Linked DNA regions of Zea mays: regions 1 and 2 are each linked to region 3. The links are chromatin contacts, called in public Hi-C maps. All regions are on one chromosome and are shown on one strand. The core of a region is the stretch at or near the end of the contact, and the rest is flanking DNA. Distances in the headings are between cores, read along the strand shown. Region 1 holds the start of LOC103653151. Region 2 holds the start of LOC103653153 (serine/threonine-protein kinase-like protein CCR4). Region 3 holds the start of LOC100192932 (GDP-mannose transporter GONST1).

Region 1 (2,700 bases), core at 6-2,505, 490 kb before region 3:
ACTGGGCTGATGTTCGATAAGCAGCAGATCAAGGGGCTGTATTTCAACCAAACCCCTTCCAAGGTACATTGTGTTCTACCATTATGTAACCAGAACCAGTTGATAGACGTACTGTACTGTGTCCACCCAACGTTATCATGTCAGGTCTGTATTGCCAGTGGACTCACTAACTGAGTTTGCACACGCCTTTGAAAATGCAGGATATGGCACTAGCAGCGGTGTCCATGAGGCCTATCCCTCTAGCCCCAATCATGGAGAAGCTCTCCCTCACCCCGGAGAACTACGGCTCCGTCCGTCGCTACTTCATCCAGGCACTCGACGACCACATGCTGTCGCCGGATGCCCAGGAGAAGCTGGTCCGCGAGAACCCTCCCGACGGCATCTTCAAGATCAAGGGCGGCGACCACTGCCCCTTCTTCTCAAAGCCGCAGTCCCTCAACAAGATCCTGCTGGAGATCGCGCAGATCCAAGCTCCTGCGGCGCTGCTCAAGGCGAGCTCCCCCGAGGAGACCGCCGCCGCCATGGTGACAGGGCCAGCCAAGTCATGACTGCATGTATGTAGTGTACACGAAAAGAGAAATGAGTAAGCACATAGGTTGCAAAAGGGAGGGGGAGGAGGTCTGGGGATTAACTGAAGCCAAGCTGTGTCGGATAATAATGTAGGGAGGTCAAAGTGTTTCTTTCTTTCTTCTGTGATCAGATCAGATCATATAGAGAATGAGAGGTGGTCAGCAGATAATTGCATTTCTTTTTTCCTTTTTACCTTGTGAATGAATGAGATATTCAGTGACCAATGTCAACGCGGAAAGCCTTTGTGGTGATGCTTACTAATTCATCAGCAATCATTATTTAGGTAATTATAATAACGTCAATGCAAGTAACTCCGATGAGTCAATCGAATGAGGCAATCCCCACTTGGTTCGAATGATTGATGGTGGAGTAAGTTTTTCTTTTTAAGGGCTAGTTTGGCAATTCTATTTTTTCATGGGATTTCCAATTTTTCAACGAAAAATAAACTAATTTCTCTTATGAAAATAAAAACTCCATGGAAAAATGGGGTCCCAAACTAGCCCTAAATAAAAAAATTTCTATATTCTCAAACTGTGACGTCACCTCTTCTAAGGCCCCTGTGGTGCCAATTCAGATGGGCTCCAGGATGAGGCCAGGCCCATGGGGGCACGATTCGGCCTTTTCTTGTCTTGCTCGTCAAAAGAATAAAATCCCAACCCATAGGAAAGCGTAGCATAGCAGGGGAGGCCGGGAGGGGAGAAAGGCGAACTCGAATTGGGGGAAGAGAGCGAGAGACGAATCGCATCGAGCCGGAGAGGAAGTCAGAGACAGGGAGGAGGGCGGCGGAATCGGCGCCGGCGGGAGGCAGGCATGGAGGACCTGAGCGTGGAGGAGCTCGCCTCCAACCTCTCCACCTACAAAGAGCAGCTACGCGAGGTCTCTTCCCCGTCCCCTCGATCTGGCCACGCCCCCTTTCCGTTCTGTCTGCAATTCTTGTAGCACGGAAGGTTCTAGCTAGTCTCCTCGTTTGCAGCTCAGGGTTCGCGCGTAGCCGGATTACTATGGATGTTCGGCTCTGATTCTAGTCTAGGGTTTTGAGTAATTTGGTTAATTTAAGCTTTATTCCTCATCGAATTCGTTACTGCGTAATAAGATTATATACTTGGCAGGTTTGCTCGGTTATTTGCATCTCTGCAGCGTTGGATTCATATGAATAGGATCACACTTATGTCGGGGCTAATATGAATATGATATAAGTATACACATGCATATCCGTATTTGTATAGATATCTCAACGGCCCGTTTGGATGCTTTCATTTGGTTGGAACTGGAATCTGCTCCATAAATTGGTATGCTTCGCTTAGAATTTCATATGCCACCACTTTTCAAATCTTAAGTGTAGACCTGTGTCAAGTTTAGAGGGTGCAATCACTCATTTTGGTGCAAGCGTGCAATCAAACTATCCAGAGCATCCAATCCAGATCCAACGGTTTCATATGGAAGGGGTTAAAAGTAAAATAGGTACTATGTTTTAGGTGGAAGGGGTTAAATATAAAATAACAGTCATCATTAGATCTAGATCGGATGCACCAGATCGCTTGATTGCATGCTTGCACCAGGATAAGTGATTGCATAGGATATTTTCCCAAGAAATAGAAAGGGGAAAATAGTAAGAACTGGAGTGAGATTCATCACCACCTCCATGGCCTATCTCCTTCATTCGTCTCTCATGAGTCTGGACACAGCTTCACTCGCCTTTCCAATTACGACTTTTCTCCTGGCCCCTAATAACTGCAGTGGCAAAATGTGGCGTCGGTATATGCCTATTTATATATGTTAATTAGGTTTTTTGTTTGTTGGAAGCCACCATTTGTTAGAGGCCTTCATGTTATGCATTTTAGGCATGAACCTTTGTTGTTGCTGTCCATTTTTATAACATGGATCCAAACTCTTGTCCAAACCCTTTGTCTCTCATCTCATTCTTGTTTTCAACTGGTGATTTCATATTGAGGAATGATATTCTTCAAGCAGATGTCATGCACTATATTTTTTCTGTTTGGAAACTGCCAATAATATCCTATATTGACATGAAAATGGAATTGTTGGTCACTGATTAATAATGAAGTTTGCTTTAGTCAAGTGCCTTGTTATCCCCATTTTGCACTGAAGTTTCATGCTAATTTCTCGCCT
Region 2 (2,700 bases), core at 48-2,547, 290 kb before region 3:
GAACTCCTCGGAGAAGGACCACCAGCGCATGGCGGCGTGGCCGCCGAGCGGCGCCATGAGGCCGCACAGGAAGTCGGTCCCGGCGGCGATGGCGTTGTAGGGGATGTCAGCGGAGGGGTAGACGAACTGCTGGCCGTCGGGGAGCGAGGTGCAGCGCAGCTTGGAAGAGCCTGGTGGCCCCGCTCCCGCGTCATCGGCGCTGGTGACGAGCGCGCAGACGAGCGTGGCGTTGGGCGCGTGGGAGATGGCGACCGTGGAGAACTGCCGCGACGCCGCGCACGCGTCGACGATCAGGAGGAGGACGGCGGCGACGAAAGCAAGACTCGTGCTCGTGCTCGTCAGGAGGAAAAGACGGCGGTGGCCGGCGTGGGCATGGCTAGACATTGGCATCCGGAGGGAGGAGACGACATGAGCGCGCGAGGTTGCCGTTGCTTGCCCCGGCCCTGCCGCGCTGGACTGCTACGGTACGCGAGGGGAGGAGAGATCGGGAATCGACAATCGAGTGGGTGCCTTGGCTTCGCTTGGATTTTCGCTTTTTGTTTGTTTCTAGTAGGTGAGCGCGCGCCCATGGAGGGAAAGAAACGCGTTTGCGTGGAGTTTTCTTTTAAAAAAAACAAATATATTTCTCTCTTCCCCCCCCCCCCCCCCCCCCCCCCCTTCGTTCTTTCTTTCTTTAGTTACAATAATATATAAAAAAACAAGCAAGAAGCTGCTGCTCCACAGGCTCCAGAGATGAGGGGTTGGTTTGGTAGACTTGACTTGGTCCATTTCAGATTCAAGTGTCAATGGAGAAGAGATCCCTGCTGATGCTCTCGATTTTTGTCTGCCAGCAGCCAGTCAGTTTCTGGATCAACACGGATTTCATCCCTCCCATTCTTTCTACGATTGTACTCTTCTTCCATCCACTCATTCTCGTGTCATCAACCGACCAAGGAAACCTAGGGGAAGGACTTGTTAGACACATCCACACACATGCATGGTCTTTTGGGTTAGAAAGGTTTTGCAGCTTTCGTACTCCTGCTACTTGCCTGCAGTACACTCGACTCGAGGTTGGTTAGGTTTACAGCTCACTTACTCAAGAAGGGAACCACCTTGTACTGCCAAAAGTCATTCAGCAAAGATTAGATTGCCCGGGATGCTTAAAACACCCTTCAAGAATGGCGATGCCGCAGATTTCCTCTTCACTGTGCGGCACATGCATACCGCCATTCATACCATCATAGTATAATGCACTACTAGTCTCAAGGAACCTCCTCACAGAGGTAGGTGACAGGTCTACAGCACAACTGATTCCAGAATGTCAGAGCAAATATTCAAGTCCGAATCATCAATCATGTATGTATCCCAGTCTGATCTTCTGTTGGGGCGAAGAGCATCTCTTTTCTTTTTCCTCTCTCTGGTCAGGTGGGCAGTTGGGGAGAAGAATTTGCCCAGACAATAAACAAACCCTTCAGATCATCAAATTATATGGGAGGGTGTTTCGTCAGACCAAGAGCCCTATTCCAGGGCGGCAAGCAAATGGACCAACATGTGGCTATCACAATTACCCCCCACATAAAATAAAATAAAATAAAAATCAAACAGAATTCTGAATCCATATGCCGCCTACAGAGATGGGAGCACGCCTCAAACTAATCTCGCACCCACATGTATGTATAAACTACTAATCAGCCTCAGCATTCCAACCTGCTTCCATGTCTTGAGGGGTACAGCTTTTGCCAAAGTCAGCGCCGCTACCTACCTGGAGCTTCACTTCACAGAAAAACCAGGCTCCCAGAAATACCTACCGCTTCATTATTGCCGCCATGGCTACATGCAGAGGGCTCGCCTTCACCGGGGCTCGGCGTCGCGGACGGAACAGGGAATGTCGCCCCCTGAAAGTGCTGCTCCAGTTGCTGGGGAAGAGGCTCGCACGGAGTTGCAGGAATAAAGGGTTCTCCTGCTGAATAGGATAGTCCTCCATTTCAATCTCTTGGCTGGTGGTCTCTGTCTGCCCCTGTGATGACACGACACAAAAGCTGAGCTTTACCTTTTTCCATAGATTCATAGCCGGCATGCAACAATGACTTTGTGCCCACTGTAGTTGTTGCCTCTGGCACTACTACATAAGATGTGCGGGTCATAACAAAGAGAAACAGCACAGAGACAGTAAGCCACTAACAGGTGTACCGACAACAGGGCATGTCAGTGGGACCAAAACCAGATTGCCCAGGTGACACTCGAGCAGACATAGGACAAGATGAGGAATGAAGTCAAACTGTGAATCAAAAGATCCCAACCACTAAGCAATATAGCTTATATAGAACCTTTTTTTTCCTGTACTAATCCTAGCATATTATCAAGTAAGGGCTTGTTCGGTTAGCTCTCAATCCATATGGATTGAGCGGGATTGGATGGGTTTGAATCCCAAACAGCTCAAACTTCTTCACAATTTTTTCCAATCCCATCCAATCCATGTGTATTGGGAATAACCGAACAAGCCCTAAGAATGGCAACATACACATGGAAACAAAATTCTGAGGCTGTCCTGAAAGTCTGGCTATAGTTACCTTTTGCTGGTGATGCTCAACATCAGAGTACTCGTTAGGCTGAATGCCAGTGGGGGTGTGCTCTTCGTTACTGTTCATATCTCTATACTCAGTCTGTCCTTTTTCCACCAAATATTGTCTGGAACCCTCGTCTTCATAGTCAAGAAGCACC
Region 3 (2,966 bases), core at 77-2,576:
GAATATGTTTATTGATGAAAGTAAAAGGAGGCATGAACAAGACCCATTTCCATTTGCTAGTCACTGACTTTCAATCCACTAATTTACCAGATTCAAATGTTGACTCTGATGTGACTCTCATTGAGAAACATGGTTAAAACATTCTTAACTGCAGTCATAGCCTCAAGTTGTCAACAATCAATGGTAATCTGTTACAAAAACAATTAGGGTCTGTTTGGTAAATTTCCAATCCATGTGGATTGGAGGGGATTAGGTGGGTTTAAATCCATAGCAAGTCAAAATTAGTCCCAATCCACCCCAAACCCAGTGGGATGGGAATAACCGAGCCCTAAGTAGTAATCTCAAGTGAAATAGTTGGTACATCAACTTTACTATGTATCTAGATATATGTATAATCTATGTATCACAAAAAAGTCAAAGCGACTTATAATTTGAAAAAGGATGGAGTAGTAATGTAAAGGTGCAGGCAATTTCTGTAGTAGTATTCCATGTGTTGGCTGCATACAATTATTCTAAGTGTGCTAAAAATCGAAGCCATTAACTAAGTTCATTTGTTCTCAGTTACTACTATCAGAGATTCAGAGTAGGCTGTAGTATACCAAAACCGAAACGTGCAAGAGCAAGCAACAGAAAGTGCGACCAGTTGTCGTTTTGTGTGCGGCGAGGTAGAACCTAACTTTGTGCCACTTCGGCTGAGGTGAACCCGAGATCACACACATGGAACTAGATTTGACCCGCTGCCTATTCCTTGCAGCCAAACAGTGGCAAGCCCGGAGTGAATCAATCAACAACAGGTGATTAACACACGAGACGAGCGGTCCGAGTCCCAAGCGAAGAAAGCGGAGGCGATCGAGAAGCGAAACGCATACAACCTGCCGCCCTGCAGCAGGCTCCCCCAGCTGGAACGGAAGCATCAGCCGCCCGAGGCAAACCAAGTTTCCTGATCAGAAGCAAGGCGCCGAAAGGGGCGCACGGGGGAGGGGGCTACGGATACGAGACGAGACGAGGCACGGGCGCCGCGAGAGGTTGAGCTGGAGGTCTAGCAGGCTGGCGGGGAAGGAAGGGCCGGGCCGCGTAGTGATGGATGAGGGGAGGGAGGGAGGTCGATCGGATGCTGACCTGGAGCCCATGGCGGCGGGGCGGGGCGGAGCCGGCGTAGGGAGCGCGCGCGGGAGGCGCCCCCGTGGCGCGTGCGACGGCTCAGGACGGCGGCGCCGGAGAGGTGGTCGACGAAACGGGGCGGAGGCGCCCGGAACGGGCAGCGGGCAGGCGACGGACGACTCGGAACGGCGAACCTGTTGCCTTCGCCTCCCCCCGCTTCTCTTCGGAATGCCAGTACTATCCCAGAGGATGGCTCTGAGACTGCGACGCGGGCCCCGTCTGCCGGTGCTTCGTCTCTCCAGCTCAGCTCAGCTCGCTGGCACCTGGCACTGGCAGACTGGTCCAGGCTTCGGACGTTCGGCTCGGCGTGGCTTGCCGCCCCTGTTCTGCTGGGGTCAAGTCAACTCGGGGTACCGCTGAGCCGTGATGCCAGCAAGTACCTCAGGCCCACATGGCATTGATGCGGTGAGAGGAGCCGGATCGGCATAAACCTGCTTCATTCATTCGTAGGTTTGGGTTTGACCAAAATGAACACTCCAAGCCTTTGCGTGACCGATGTTGGACCGTTCCAATTTAATTTTAAACTGGGCCACTCTAGTGTGCTTTTGGTTTTTGGGACAGCAGGTACGTACATATGAGTTCTACTTGGGCCACATTGCGTACATGGGCCGATCCGTCTGTGCCGTTTGCTTCTTGCCGCTGTATCAGCAACGGAGGGCATCGGCTACAGGAGACGCTTCCAATCTATCCGTCTAGACGCCGGCACTCCGCAGCTGGTTCATTCCGTCGCGGCCGGGTCGGCGGTCCCCAGTTCTCCTCCGCTTCTTCCTCCACGCTCCCGTCCCCGCCGCGCGAGGAACTTCCCACTTCCAGGCCCAGCTTGTCTGGTTAGGATTAGGGTCGTCGCTTCGCACGTGTCCGGTGTGCCGCCGTCGGAGATGTCGCGGACGCTGGTGCAGCCGGTGGGGCAGAAACACCTCACCAGCGTGGCCGCGCACCTATCGGCCGCGAGCTAAACGAGGATCCTAACCTTAACCCTGGGCAGGCAAGCATATATACACACACTAGAATTGGTAACTCTGTGATATTGTTAATAGGTCAGTCTAGTTCTGTACAACACTGAATTCATCATCATACATATGTATATGTACCGCAAGCTTTTACTCTTATCTATCAATTTTTCACTAACTAGCTCGGTTTCTGTTTTTTATACTAACTAACTAAGATTAAAACAAGGAAATGGTGCTGTGAATTCGTTTCACATTTTTCCCATTGGAGTTGCAACTTATAACCTTTATCTATACTACTCCTATAAGACTCTAACGAGGGCGTCCACCAGGCACCATGCCCCCGCCTGCCCCCGCTCGGCGCGATGCTCGCCCCTGCGCTTGCCTCGCCCCCGCGACGCACGCCACGATGCCCCCGGCCGCTCGTGATGCCCGCCCCTGCGTCCGCCCTATCCCCGCGACGCACGCCGCGGTTCCCCCGCCCTCTCATGATGTCCCGCCATCGCCGGACGCGGGCGTCCGCATCCTCCGCTTACCCAGCGTGCTTGCCTAGATCTATGTCAACAAAACCCACCTGCCTTGCTTGCGACGACCGAACCTCCCGCCTCACCCGGACGCGGGCGTCCGCATCCTTCGCTCTCGCCCCGTGCGATGGCTTCGCACCAGCCGCCGCCCAACCTTCGCTCTCGCCCCGTGCGATGGCTTCACACCAGCCGCCGCCCAACCTTCGCTCTCGCCCCACCTCCCTCGGACACGGTGGTGAGGCGGGATTGGCGTACGCGGGAGCAGTAGGCGAGAGAGAGGGAAAGGTGTGTCGTGGAGGAGGACATGGAGGTCACCGAATAGGAAGAAAGGGGA

The links. A called contact is a pair of places that touch in the nucleus more often than the background predicts.
Region 1: a Hi-C map of ear shows a contact between it and region 3, with 4 times the contacts expected there. The contact joins the promoter of LOC103653151 here to the promoter of LOC100192932 in region 3. A contact is called at or near these places in 6 of 25 Hi-C or Micro-C datasets (bundle sheath, ear, endosperm and 3 more).
Region 2: a contact with region 3 is called in a Hi-C map of root tip, with 4 times the contacts expected there. The contact joins the promoter of LOC103653153 here to the promoter of LOC100192932 in region 3. A contact is called at or near these places in 7 of 25 Hi-C or Micro-C datasets (bundle sheath, ear, leaf and 3 more).

Annotation. Positions count from the first base shown.
Region 1 is chr4:41,374,249-41,376,948 of Zm-B73-REFERENCE-NAM-5.0, forward strand. LOC103653151 reads left to right here and starts at 1,256. Exons shown (of 8, transcript NM_001301663.1): 1 at 1,256-1,446. The coding sequence starts at 1,381. LOC100284061 (polyneuridine-aldehyde esterase) reads left to right here. Exons shown (of 5, transcript NM_001156959.2): 4 at 1-63; 5 at 201-854. The coding sequence ends at 548.
Region 2 is chr4:41,578,425-41,581,124 of Zm-B73-REFERENCE-NAM-5.0, forward strand. LOC103653153 (serine/threonine-protein kinase-like protein CCR4) reads right to left here and starts at 1,298. Exons shown (of 1, transcript XM_008680115.3): 1 at 1-1,298. The coding sequence starts at 390. LOC100192704 (DNA-binding bromodomain-containing protein) reads right to left here. Exons shown (of 8, transcript NM_001317179.1): 7 at 2,550-2,700; 8 at 1,440-1,996. The coding sequence ends at 1,784.
Region 3 is chr4:41,863,770-41,866,735 of Zm-B73-REFERENCE-NAM-5.0, forward strand. It overlaps LOC100192932 (GDP-mannose transporter GONST1), which reads right to left and starts at 1,327. Exons shown (of 10, transcript NM_001138114.1): 1 at 1,120-1,327. The coding sequence starts at 1,130. It overlaps LOC103653162 (a long non-coding RNA gene), which reads left to right and starts at 2,433. Exons shown (of 8, transcript XR_004857722.1): 1 at 2,433-2,966.